Linked DNA regions of Triticum aestivum: region 1 is linked to region 2. The links are chromatin contacts, called in public Hi-C maps. All regions are on one chromosome and are shown on one strand. The core of a region is the stretch at or near the end of the contact, and the rest is flanking DNA. Distances in the headings are between cores, read along the strand shown. Region 1 has its middle 4.2 kb from the start of LOC123066010. Region 2 holds the start of LOC123071585.

Region 1 (5,863 bases), core at 1,206-3,705, 410 kb before region 2:
TGGAGAAGAAAAAGTTACTGCACGGCGTTTTCAAGGTGTTAATTGCATCGTAACCTTTTTCCCATTTGCTTGCCCGTTACACTCACTCAACCGCCTGCGCGAATGGTCTGCGGTTGTACTATACACCAACACCGACGGTGATGAGAGATCGGTACTGTATGTGTACTGGTAGCTTAGCCGTGTTAATCTAATTCTACTGTTTGGAAGCCAACCGTTACCGCTCCACACGGGTGGATTTATTATGTCGATAGACGCATCGTCTCGATCGATCATCGATGATGCCGACCGCGACGAAACAAAAGTTTTACCCAGCGTTTTGTTGCTGTTGCGCCTGTGGAAGGATGGCGTACGTATATCGGCAGAGGCGAGTGGCCCATGTAAATTTTATTATAGTTGAGGTGTTTTGTATTTCCGATGAATTTTTATAGTAGATCTGACAATTTCCGTCCAAGAAAAAAGAGAGGGGCTGGAACAAGTGGGGTAGACGAGAGGCGATACCGCATGCGCAACTAGGCTAAGCCACCATGCATACGAATCGACGTCAAGAAGAAACCCAATATCTTTGGGCGCGCAGGCCTGCCTGCCTGCCTGCCTGCGCGTGCGACGTAGCGTAACAAGTTGTGGTGGTGCATGCCTCGATCGAGCCAGTCGTCGGTACCCAGAGTGGACAAATTATGGAGCGAGATCGACCCTGTCACGAGTCAAGATGCGGGGCACTGTACGTGCACCCAAGCACTAGGCGTGCCGGCGCAAGTGGCAGCATGTGTGCGTTCGCCCGATCGGTGTTTGCAGCACAAGTCAGCGCGTGCGCTAGCCACCGCCGGAGCGCGGCGGGCGTGATCGACGGATGCATGGTGCGCGCGGCGTCTCAAGCCTCAGCAACAGCGAAACGAGCGGTCCAAGTCATGGCTGGATCCTGGGACGCGCTGCCTTTTAGTACTTGCGGGTTAGATGCGTCCCACGGCGCACCTTCACCGTCTTTCTGCTCACTGCTCTTAGTTGCCGTCGTCTCTCTCTATCCTGCCATCAGCGAGGGATCGTTGTCGGCCCCGCGGAACCGGCACGAAACCGCGAAATTTTCACCGCGTACGCAGGGGAAAACGAAGTTACGTACGGTGGTGCGGTGCTCCGTCCTAGTACTAGCCGGCTACTGCCTAGGTCAGAAGCAACAGTAACGATGTTGGCCAGAACCAGAAATCCACAGCAAGCTTCGGTTTGTGAATTGTGGTTGGTTTAAAATGAGTGAAACACCGGCCGGATATATCTTTTGTGTCGTTTAGGGTTTCTGTCGCGTTCACGAAGAAGAGGCGATGGTGGCTTCTTAAAGGTGAGATAAGGTTCTCTCTCTGTTTCGGTCGTGCGCCTAGCGTTATCGTAGGGCATGTGCAGGTGTGTTGGCGGATCCCACATGATTCGGTCGGTGCTGGTCTTCGGTGAATCTGCTTCGATTCGGTCTTTATTCGTCTTCATACGTGTGTCTACAAGTTAGATCATTTTGATTTGTAAATCTCTTCATCGATGATTGTTGCTGTTCCGGTGCGCTGGTCCTGTGGGGTCGTAGCACGGCAACTTACTGATTGTCTTCCGCTAAGTTCGGCCCGGCTCCAGTGAGGAAAGGTTGATGACGGGCGGCGCGCTTTCACGACTCGTTCCAGGGCATGTAGTCATTGTTAGGTGGTCTATAGACATAGATGTAATTTTTATCATTTCTATGTTCTTTGTACTGCCATGGCATTGATGAATAGATCAGAAGTTTCCTTGAATAATAATAATAATAATAGTAATAGTAGTAATAATAATAATCATAATCATAATAATAATAAGTCAAAAATTCTAAAAATATTTTTGAAATAAGCTTGACTTATCATTGTACTTGTAAATTCCACAAGAAAGACCATTGACCTCAAAAAAATCCCTGGCATCAAGGGTGGTTTTCTATTCACGGCAATTTATATACTGATGCAAATGAAAGTTAAGTTTATTAAAAAAAAACTTCTACAGTAATATTTTCATCATTTTTCCTCATATTGGGTGTAGATACACCTAAGGACCAAAGGGCATTTCCCCCGGATTTACCATACCCCTCCCTCAACACAAGCTCCTTTTTTCTCTTTATTTATTTATTAAGTAACTCGATGGCCGTCGGCTGATCGGTCTCGGTGCTTCGAGTCCCGGCCGTACATGCCTCCGTCCCGACGAACGAACCAACCGACGCACTATCATGCATCGGATCCGGATCCAGCTCCAACGGGTCGGCGGTAGCTCTCAGCCAAGTGCAATCCAAAAGGACGCAATGATGCCCGCCGCGAACCACCGGCCTCCGGGGCACGCTGTGCGCCACTGTGCATTCCAATCCAAGTGCATCCATCTCCATCCCCTCCCTCCCGTAGGCCCGTGCAGATGCAGCAGCGCAGGCGCGTCGTCCTCCCCTCCCCCACGGGGCCACAAGTGACAAGTCCCATGCAATGCAAGTGCAGCCCGGCCGTTCCGTCCAGCTACGATATATAGCCTGGTAGCTAGGTAGGTGGCCGCGCGGGTTGGTACGGGGTCAAACCACGCCCCACGCCCAGCGCTGGCTAGCTGGCTGGATCACTGTGCGCGGACGGCAATCGCTCCTACTGCACGGGTCGGCAGCCCGCCACCGTGCAGTGTGTTCTGTGTGCTCTGGGCCGCTGCCACTTGCCGCCGAGACGTGGGTTCGTCTCTCTCTCGGATGCCACGGAGGAGCCGGGAGGGTTCCGCGGCCTCGGCTCGGCGGGCTGGCCGCCGTGCACGGAGCGCCATTGATGGAGCTGTTGCACGGAGGCACGATCATGTATGAGTAGATCGCATTCTAATCTGCGGTCCTGCCGCGAAATCAATGCAGGCGACGGCTGAACCTACCTTCCCGGAGCTCGAGATGGAACACATGGGTTGGAGTACGCGGTGTTGGAAGTTGGATGGCGTAATTGGCAGGTAGGCACGGGTCTTAATCTGTGGTGCTATGCGCGAAAAGTCCACGGAGGGTGGCAGTAGTAATGGCGATACCTCATACGCCACTAACACTTCATATACGTACATCTATACCTTTTGTTTTGTTTCACAAGTCCCCTTCGTCAGTGTTGGGTAACTGCGGCTGACAGCTGAGCTTTTCGCCCTGTGGATTTTCTTCGTCGAGCTCCTTCGTTCGTAGTACTAGTATACCTGCAGCGATAAACAACAGGAGACGTCTAGTTTACTTCGCTTTGTTCCCTGTTAGCCGGTCCAATGCATGGGTGATACGATGGTCATGGCAGGGCGGAACACTGTGGCCAAGTCAATATACGACAGCACTGTACACTGCATGCTAGCGTAGGCTGGTGGCGGTGGGCGTGGCGCCTGCTCCGTGTCGACCCGGTAGACAAAGCTTTTCCTCTTCTTCTTCCTCTTCCTCTTTGAACAGTGCAGCGCAGGCTAGCTAGCCATTAAGGACCAAGGGCCTAGTAGTGTGTGGCTAGCTGTCAGTGCCTGAGTGGCAATGTGGTTTACCTAACTGTACATCCATTACTTCGGTGGCCACAGTGTCTGCAAGCAAATTAATAAGCTCAACAGCAGTAACTAATTCATGCGTGCACGATACTACAATCACAGTAATTATTTGTCCCTTGACCCTGCAAGGGACAGGTTACTGAAGCCGTAACCACAACCAGGTTGGATGCATTTCTTTCCAAGCTGCGCAGAGTCCTCGTAGTTCCTCATGTAATCGCAACCCGGATTCTCAAGCTCGCAATGCACCACGCTAAGGCTGGTCATAGTAGGGAGTAACTTAGATTAGTAACATGCATATGTTACTGGTAGTTTATATTACTACCTCTATAGTGCATAGTACTACTATCTTAGATTAGTATCATGGATGGTCTCATTTATTGCCATGCATGATACATAGTAGCATCACATTTATTATGTTACGGTATCTACCTATGTTACTATAACAATCTCGCTCTTCCTTAATTGTCTGCCACATAAGCATGTTTGCGAGTCCCAAGTGCATGATACTACTTATGTTACCCCCACTATGGCCAGCCTAAGCATGACGATACAGTTGTTGGGGTTGGGACACCACCAAACTCTCTTAATACTATAGGCTGGACTATCCCCTAACCACATTACATTTATAAGCACTCACTGGAATTAGTATCAATTATAGCGAATGGCAAGTCGCAACCGCACCATCTCTCCTGTCTCTGTCTACTTGCCAAATGTACATACACGGAGCCGCTACCCTACATTCTATGGAGTTATACGGCATTACGGCCTACCGAACCGTGGCTGCATATGGCAGCCCCCCTTTGTTTATGATCGCTGATCGGCAGCGCAGCCCGCCCGAACCTACCTACCTGATGGCGCCATCACAACCGGCCGCTTCAGGAACCATCTGCGACTAGTTAATCTGGCTTCGCCCAATAGAGACTACCGTGTTGTTAATTAGCAGAGGCTGCAAGTGCCCTCAAGTCTCAAGTCTTAACTGAATAATATAGGGCACACAGACACAGTGCATTGCACGTTTGGCGTCTGCCGTGTTCATGCATTGGCACCTGCTGAAGATGGCATCAGATGTTTACTCCCGGAGAATCTATGTATTCTGCACCGGTGACGCGTCGGCGAAATCGTTTCCTGTACTGGAAGTTTTTGGATGAAAATCATTGGCGGTGGTTGCTTGTTGGTGTGCTTGTGGCTATAGTATAGTGTATCATTGGGTTGGTTGTTGCAGGTAGAGCTGTAGAGCAGCCGTATGTGTGCAGGACGTGTGATGGCTCATCTCTACCGGATTAATCAGATGCTAGCTACCTACTTTAGAAAAATGCAGAGATATCAGTGTCCTGTAGATGTCGAGATAAGAATCTCACGTATTTGATATCACCAACTGGATTGCAGGACGTGTGCTTAGGATCCTGGAAGAATATACGTACGTAGTAAATTTTGCTTAGTTTAAGCAGAAATCGAGAAGAGCCAGAGATCCTACCTACCCCCCCTCCAAGTTGTACAGAACAGAAACGGGAGACCGGGGACTCACTCACCCCAGTCAGTCAGTATCGGAGTAACCTTCTCTGGCACCGTCTTTGTCTTCATGTCAGGAGCAACTGAACAAGTCCTCACCGACTCTTCTACGTTCAACAAGTGGTGCTCAAGAATCTCTCATTCCCATCTGAAACCGTACTGCTTGTCCTACTCGACCATGGCTTTCGTTCTAGTATCAGAGAGTTAGGTTAAGATTTTCCAAGGAAGAGATAACAGTCAGAGCTAGCCTAACACGACTGACCCTTTCAGAGAAGCTCTCCGAAACAGCTGGAGATTATGCATGAGCCACGAGTCAAATCATGCTGTTCCGTTTGGTCTGTTTTCTGCAGTCCTCCGCATCCCTTCTTCGCTCTTCTCTAAGCATGCACTTGATATGTTCGCCGTCGCTCGATATTGCCTGCATGGATACTGTACAGGTCAGTCTGGACTCTGGTACCTCTAAATTGCTTGCTTTAGATACGTGAAGTGTTAAATATCGTGCTCTCACACTGTCACGTCCTGAAGAGTTACATCAAGTTTTTTTTTGCGGGGTACATCAGTTTTTATTGTTGTATGGCTCGCCCTTTTTTTGAAACCTGTACCAATGTCTATATGTACAAAAACTCAAAAAAAAAAACAGTCTCTAAATTAGCCAGTACCAGCTCTAGGAAACATAATAACAATATATTATAAATGAGTATCAATCCAGGACTGTAACTTTTGGGCCTTGACTGCTTTCGCTCTGTAAATTGTTGTCTTGAGAGTTTCTTTCAAATAGTGTAGCCAACTCATGGTACGTGGGGCCGCATTTCGGAAGATCTTATTATTTCTTACCGACCATGTACCG
Region 2 (5,692 bases), core at 1,681-4,180:
TCTCAAGCGTGTTTGAACTAGTAACTCAACTGCTAAGGCTTATAAATATTCTTTGGCTCTCCTTGTGTCGAATCAATAAATTTGGTTGAAATACTACCCTCGAAGACCGTTGCAATCCCCTATACTTGTGTGTCATCACTTGCTCACTATATTATTGCTTTCATCATATTGCTAGAACTTGACTCACCTTGCAATTGTTAGGATCGCATTTATATTCTACACTTGCGTAAAATTGCTAATAAGTAATTAAAATTTACAATTGTGCCTATTCACCACCCCCTCGAGGCCGATCTCGATCCTTCAGTTCGGTCCTCGTGATCTTAATGTCTTTCCATCACCACCGCAGGTGTGGAATGAGAATTAGGATGATTGAGTTGTCTCAACATACCGCTACTTGAGAGACAATGTTACAAAAGGGACCATCCACCACTATAGGTACTAACTTAGCTGCATGTGCGGCAACAAAATTTTCTGGTTTCCTATCAATCATATTCCTCACATAACATACAAGTTCAGGTCTTTCAATCTACAAAGAAACGAAAAATTATAGTACACTTGATTAGTTATATCAACATTTAATGTGAACAACTAATCCAACAATGCACTACATACCGTGCATCCATCATAAGTCATAAGATTTATCTAGCGCTTACCATAGTCTACAATCCCAGGCAGTTTGATGTGTCTATTCAGTACAATTTGTACATGATTATCAAGGTAGAACATCTGCATACATAGTGTATATAAGTATAGAATCATGAAACATTTCTTATGATAATTGAGATCCACATGATAACATACTTGTAGAAAGAAGTGGCAGCCATACAAGTATATGATATGACTATTCGACTGAATTTGTTGTTGTGCTTTTGTAATAGCATTGAGTAAATAATTCATTGCATACTCACACCACATATATTCTCCTATGTAATCAGTCCTACACAGGGCTCCCCAATAATCAACAATGATGTAATCATGTTTAGAGAAAGGTGTTCCCAAATGACCCATAATAAATATAACACATGCTGCCTTAAAGCATGCCCTTTCAGCTTCACTTGATAACTCTGTTATATATCTGCCAAAGAAATATGCTGGCTTCAAGCTATGAGAATAATTTCAAATCATACCTGGAAGCATCACTTGCCTGGCCATCAATATTATCATAAATATCTCTAGGTCCAAAAGAAATCCCAAATACTTTGTGCATATTTCTGGTATAGAATTTGAGTTTCCTATCTAGAGACATCTTAGTGCGCTGATCCTTACATCTATTGCACTTACAAGAAATGTACTAAGTTTAATATAAACCTTTTTAATTGCAAGTAAGTTCAACAAACCATCAAATTTGATTTACCAGAGCATAATTTTTTTGTACCCCGTAAATCCATTCAGAACAGCACGAACACGATCTACCTTCAATCTAGATTCAGAGTTACCGCTTGAGTCATCTCCTTCAGTGTAATAATATCTTAAATATCTATCACATTTCGATGTCATACTTGCTAAATAACTTGACTTAGACGACATATTTTATCACAAAAACATAAAACAAGTCAATATACCATACAAATGCATGTATGTATATATCATATAAATATTTATGAACAATTCAAGCATTAACTTTAAATCATCAGAACACATAACATTCATAAATAATCTAATACAACAAGTAATACAATAAACTTTGTAAATTTAATGAACTGGTTCTCAACATAACGAGTAGCATCTCACAAATCAACATTATATGTTACAACAATAACATTAAAAAATATGTACTGATACAAGTAACTTAATAAATACAGTACATTTTTTAATATTAAAAAAATATTTGTTAGATGTCAAGTACTTTTTTTAATATTCACAGTTGTATTTTTTATGTTGTCATGTTCGGGCAAGTTCTGCATATAGTTGCTAGGTATTCAATCTCTCTTTTTCCGAGTTAACTTATGCACTGGTATGGTAACTATGGTATTGATCTATCAAATTCTGAGGACCATATTTATCTTGGTACTCATACTAAAATGGTTGTATGCATCCCTGGTTGGTGCAGAGGCCGGAAAGTGAAAATCTCTCCCATTTGTCTCATCCCCTCGCGTCGCCCCCGCGGGCGACCCGAGGGAGAAAACCCTAGCCGCCGCCCCTCGAGTCTCACCCTCCTCTCCCCCAAGCGGTTGGACCGGCCCATCTGGGCTCCCCCCGACGTGAGGCTTCCCCCCGTGCTCACTTAAAGCGAGACATAAGGGTGTCCTAAGGCGCCAACAAGGAGCTCTCTTGGCCAGCGCCCCACATGAGGTCCCCACTCAACCGACACCTTTTTTTGGAGTCTAAATACACTCCACTTTATTGATTATAAAAGTTCATAAAAATGCAATGTAGATCCGGCGGATTAAGGAGCCACACATGGCATCTTAAAGAAAGGCCTAGAGTATGTTTAGCGAGGCTATATGTCTTAAGATTAGTTTCTCTTCTTTTAAAGGTGAAGGAACTGCGAGAGAACTGCAGAGATGTAAGACTGATGTCCTTAATAATGCTAGAGTGTAGCCATATTTTTATGGATATGTTTGATCACACCTTGACAGTCTGAAGCTATTTGTATGTCCTCAAGTGATAAGTCAAGAGCAAGTGAGAACACTTTAGGTCAGTCACACCTTGACATTTTATCGCCGAAAAGGCTAGATATTTCCCAGTTTTTTTTTTGAGCAAAAGATATTCCCCAGTTTAATCCCTGCAAAACTAAGGCGCACTCCCGGCCGGCATCACACGGCCCGTATAGTAAGTTTTTTTTTAGGGGACTTTAGCCAAGGTCATTACACGGGCATCACACGGCCCGTGTAGTAAGTGTGCCGTGGCACACTTTAGCCCAGGTCGGGCCGTGCCAGCCCATCTGCCCAGGTCTGACTCCATGACAGGCCCAAAGGGGAGCGGTAGAAGCGTCTAGCACTCTCCACTGACTCCGTGGGCGTTCGTCAAGCCGGGCACGGAACGCGCTGCCGCTGCCGCGATCCGAGCGAGCTCCACAAGCCGACGCCGGCGGCGAGGAGGAAGGACGGCTCCGATGGACGCGTCGGGGGAGATGCAGTGCGTGGGGCGGCTGGAGATCGCCGCGCCGCCGCCTGCGCGCTACCTCCGCGTGGGCTCCCTCCCGGTCCCCACCGACGACTCCGCCTACCTCCCCGCCCTCCTCCCCTCCGCTTCCCCGTGAGCTCCCCCTCCTCTCGATTCTCCGCGCCCCTGCGCTTGTTCGATCGAAGTGGCGCGTGCACAAGTCTAGGTGCCTCTAGCTGATGCTTCGTGCGATTTGATGGGCTCTGATGCAGGCTCCTGATCGAATCCATCGGGAGGCTGTTCAATCCGAATCACCCGAGCGATTATGTTGCTTAGGGCTTGCGTGTTGAGTGCGGTTGTGGGATGTCGAGGGCTGTGCTGGCGAATTTGAGGTAGAATGCGATTGGGGGAGAGCACTATCTGCTTTGCTTGTGCAGTTAGAATTGTTCCTGATTGTGATTCGTTTGTGAGGGCTTAAGACGGTACTTGTATAGTAGATCCTGGAGATGAAATGTGAATCCCTTCTTCAGTTACTGGGTTGTTATGATATTATTTTGGGGGAGAGTGGCTATGGCGAATGATCAACCGGCGTGCTTGCTGCTTGCAGCAAAGATCGGTCTAGCGAATGGTGAACGCACTGTATCTCATTGTAGCGGTTACAACTTACAAACTAGCAGAACATAGATTTTGTGTTGGAACCTACAACCTAGAGTGGTGGGGGACACTATCTCCACCCTTTCTCTTTTCATTTGGACAGCATCAACTAACGAGTATGTAGTCACAATCATGCTGGGAAGTGTAAAGTGACGCGTAACTGTTACCGAATGAAATTTCTTGTAGTCCGCAAATGTCCGAGTAGAGCCTGGAGATGAAATGTCAATCGCTTCTTTCGGTTAGTGGTTTGTTATGGTATATTTGGGGGCAGAGTGACTATGGTGAAGTGATTACGGGCGGGCTTGCTGCTTTTAGCAACGACTGGTCCAGTGATCGTGAATGCACCGTATATCAATGGAGCGGTTACAACTTGCAAACCTGCAGAATATAGATATTTTTGCTGGAACATAGAATGGTGGTGGACACTATTTCCACACACACACGCCGCACGTGCTCTCTCTCTCTTTTTTTTTTTGCATTCAGACAGCATCAGCTAAGGAGTATGTAGGCAAAATCATGTTGGGAAGTGTAAAGTGACACATTACTGCTATCAAATGAGATTTCCCCTTGTCTGCAAATGTCTGAGTAAGGAGAACCACTAGTTTAATCTTGCTCTTATTGTCACAAATATTGTAGGACTGGGACTGGAGCTCCAAGGTATCAAATGCTGCCACTGGAGACTGACCTCAACACACTCCCCGTGATTCCAAACCTCCCGGAGAAGGTTTTCCCAACGGATGCGAAGAGTACTGAAGGTGACCTCTGTCGAGCCTTCGTTGTTATAGTTTGATCATCAAATAAAGATTCTAGGCTTCTTGGCGGTTTGTAGTATAAGGCAGCATTACTGATGGTAAAAACATGCGTGCACTATTAAAATTATAACTGTTTTAGCATGTGGTAAGCATATGTGAGTCAAAACTGTCACTATTGGATGCCTTTTACATGTATCCAAGTGATTTCTCAGCCACACCCTATATAATTAAATGATGTTTGGTATTTACAGTTGATGGATGGTACCTGTGAAAACTCTAGGTAACATGACCTGGTGAATTATTATTCAAGCATATTTGGTCGGTAGCAATAAATACAACCCCCCCCCCCCCCCCCCCCCCCCACCCGGTACATTGTTAAACTTGTATATGCTTCTTCTTGTGAGTATTACCCTTGTAAATCTGAGGTAAGAAGTGAGGCTGTGAGAGAGTGAAAATACCAGCTTTGGGGTTTGCTATTTCATGTTCATGATACCTTTCTATCTCATCCGATGAGCTTTTGCTGCAGTGGTACATGCAGCAGCAAAACCTTTCAAATAACGGGAATCAGTCTGTTTGAGATACCAGTGCTGTAGTGTAACTGTGTAAAGCACAGGAGGTGAAACTGTAGTAGTCCATGGCGCACAGCAGGAAACATAAATTAGTAATCCAGGAGGAGAGTTAGGCATATTAGGAAAGAGTCCACAAGAAGATTATGCAAGCTAGAGATATAGAAATAGCTAAGAATTTGTATCATGTTGGGAATTCATAGTAGGGGGTTATTGTTTTTAAAGGCAGGCAAGAAACATATTTCTCTCTTCCTATTGCTGTCGACAACATCTATCTTCCAGCCCACTAACCTTGCTCTAATTATCTGAAACGGCACTTACCCGCAGGATGCCACCTAGGCCACTGCCACATCATTCCTACAATTTGCAAAAGTGATCTGCTGTCCACCAGTTTTGCTGAAGACAAAGTACGGGTGGCCGACTGCCGCCTACCGATTATATGGAAAACTATGTGCTCACATTAATGCATTGATGATATATTTGGAATTAATAAAAACAGACTAAAGAATATTGGGGTGGTTAGTAGAAAGCCTAGCAAGCCACTTCAGACAAACAAACAACAGATGATAAAGGCGATCCTACGTAATAAGATAAGGAAGCACCTCCCCTTTTGGTCATGTGAGCCTTCGCCTTTCCCTTCTACATCTATCTAACTGTTCCCGTTCTTAGCTCTCC

What was found. Hi-C and Micro-C count contacts between places; a contact is called where the count stands out from the background.
Region 1: a contact with region 2 is called in a Hi-C map of leaf, with 4 times the contacts expected there. The contact joins the enhancer-like site here to the promoter of LOC123071585 in region 2. A contact is called at or near these places in 2 of 5 Hi-C or Micro-C datasets (both in leaf).

Annotation. Positions count from the first base shown.
Region 1 is chr3B:668,093,658-668,099,520 of IWGSC CS RefSeq v2.1, reverse strand. No RefSeq gene overlaps it. Among protein-coding and RNA genes, the nearest start is that of LOC123066010, 4.2 kb to the left of the region's middle. Within about 2 kb of position 2,455, at least 6 of the 8 cell types and tissues checked have an H3K27ac peak or open chromatin away from gene starts, as enhancers often do. A contact at or near this core is called in leaf, where this site is marked.
Region 2 is chr3B:667,685,735-667,691,426 of IWGSC CS RefSeq v2.1, reverse strand. LOC123071585 reads left to right here and starts at 2,930. Exons shown (of 9, transcript XM_044495161.1): 1 at 2,930-3,198; 2 at 4,336-4,454. The coding sequence starts at 3,056.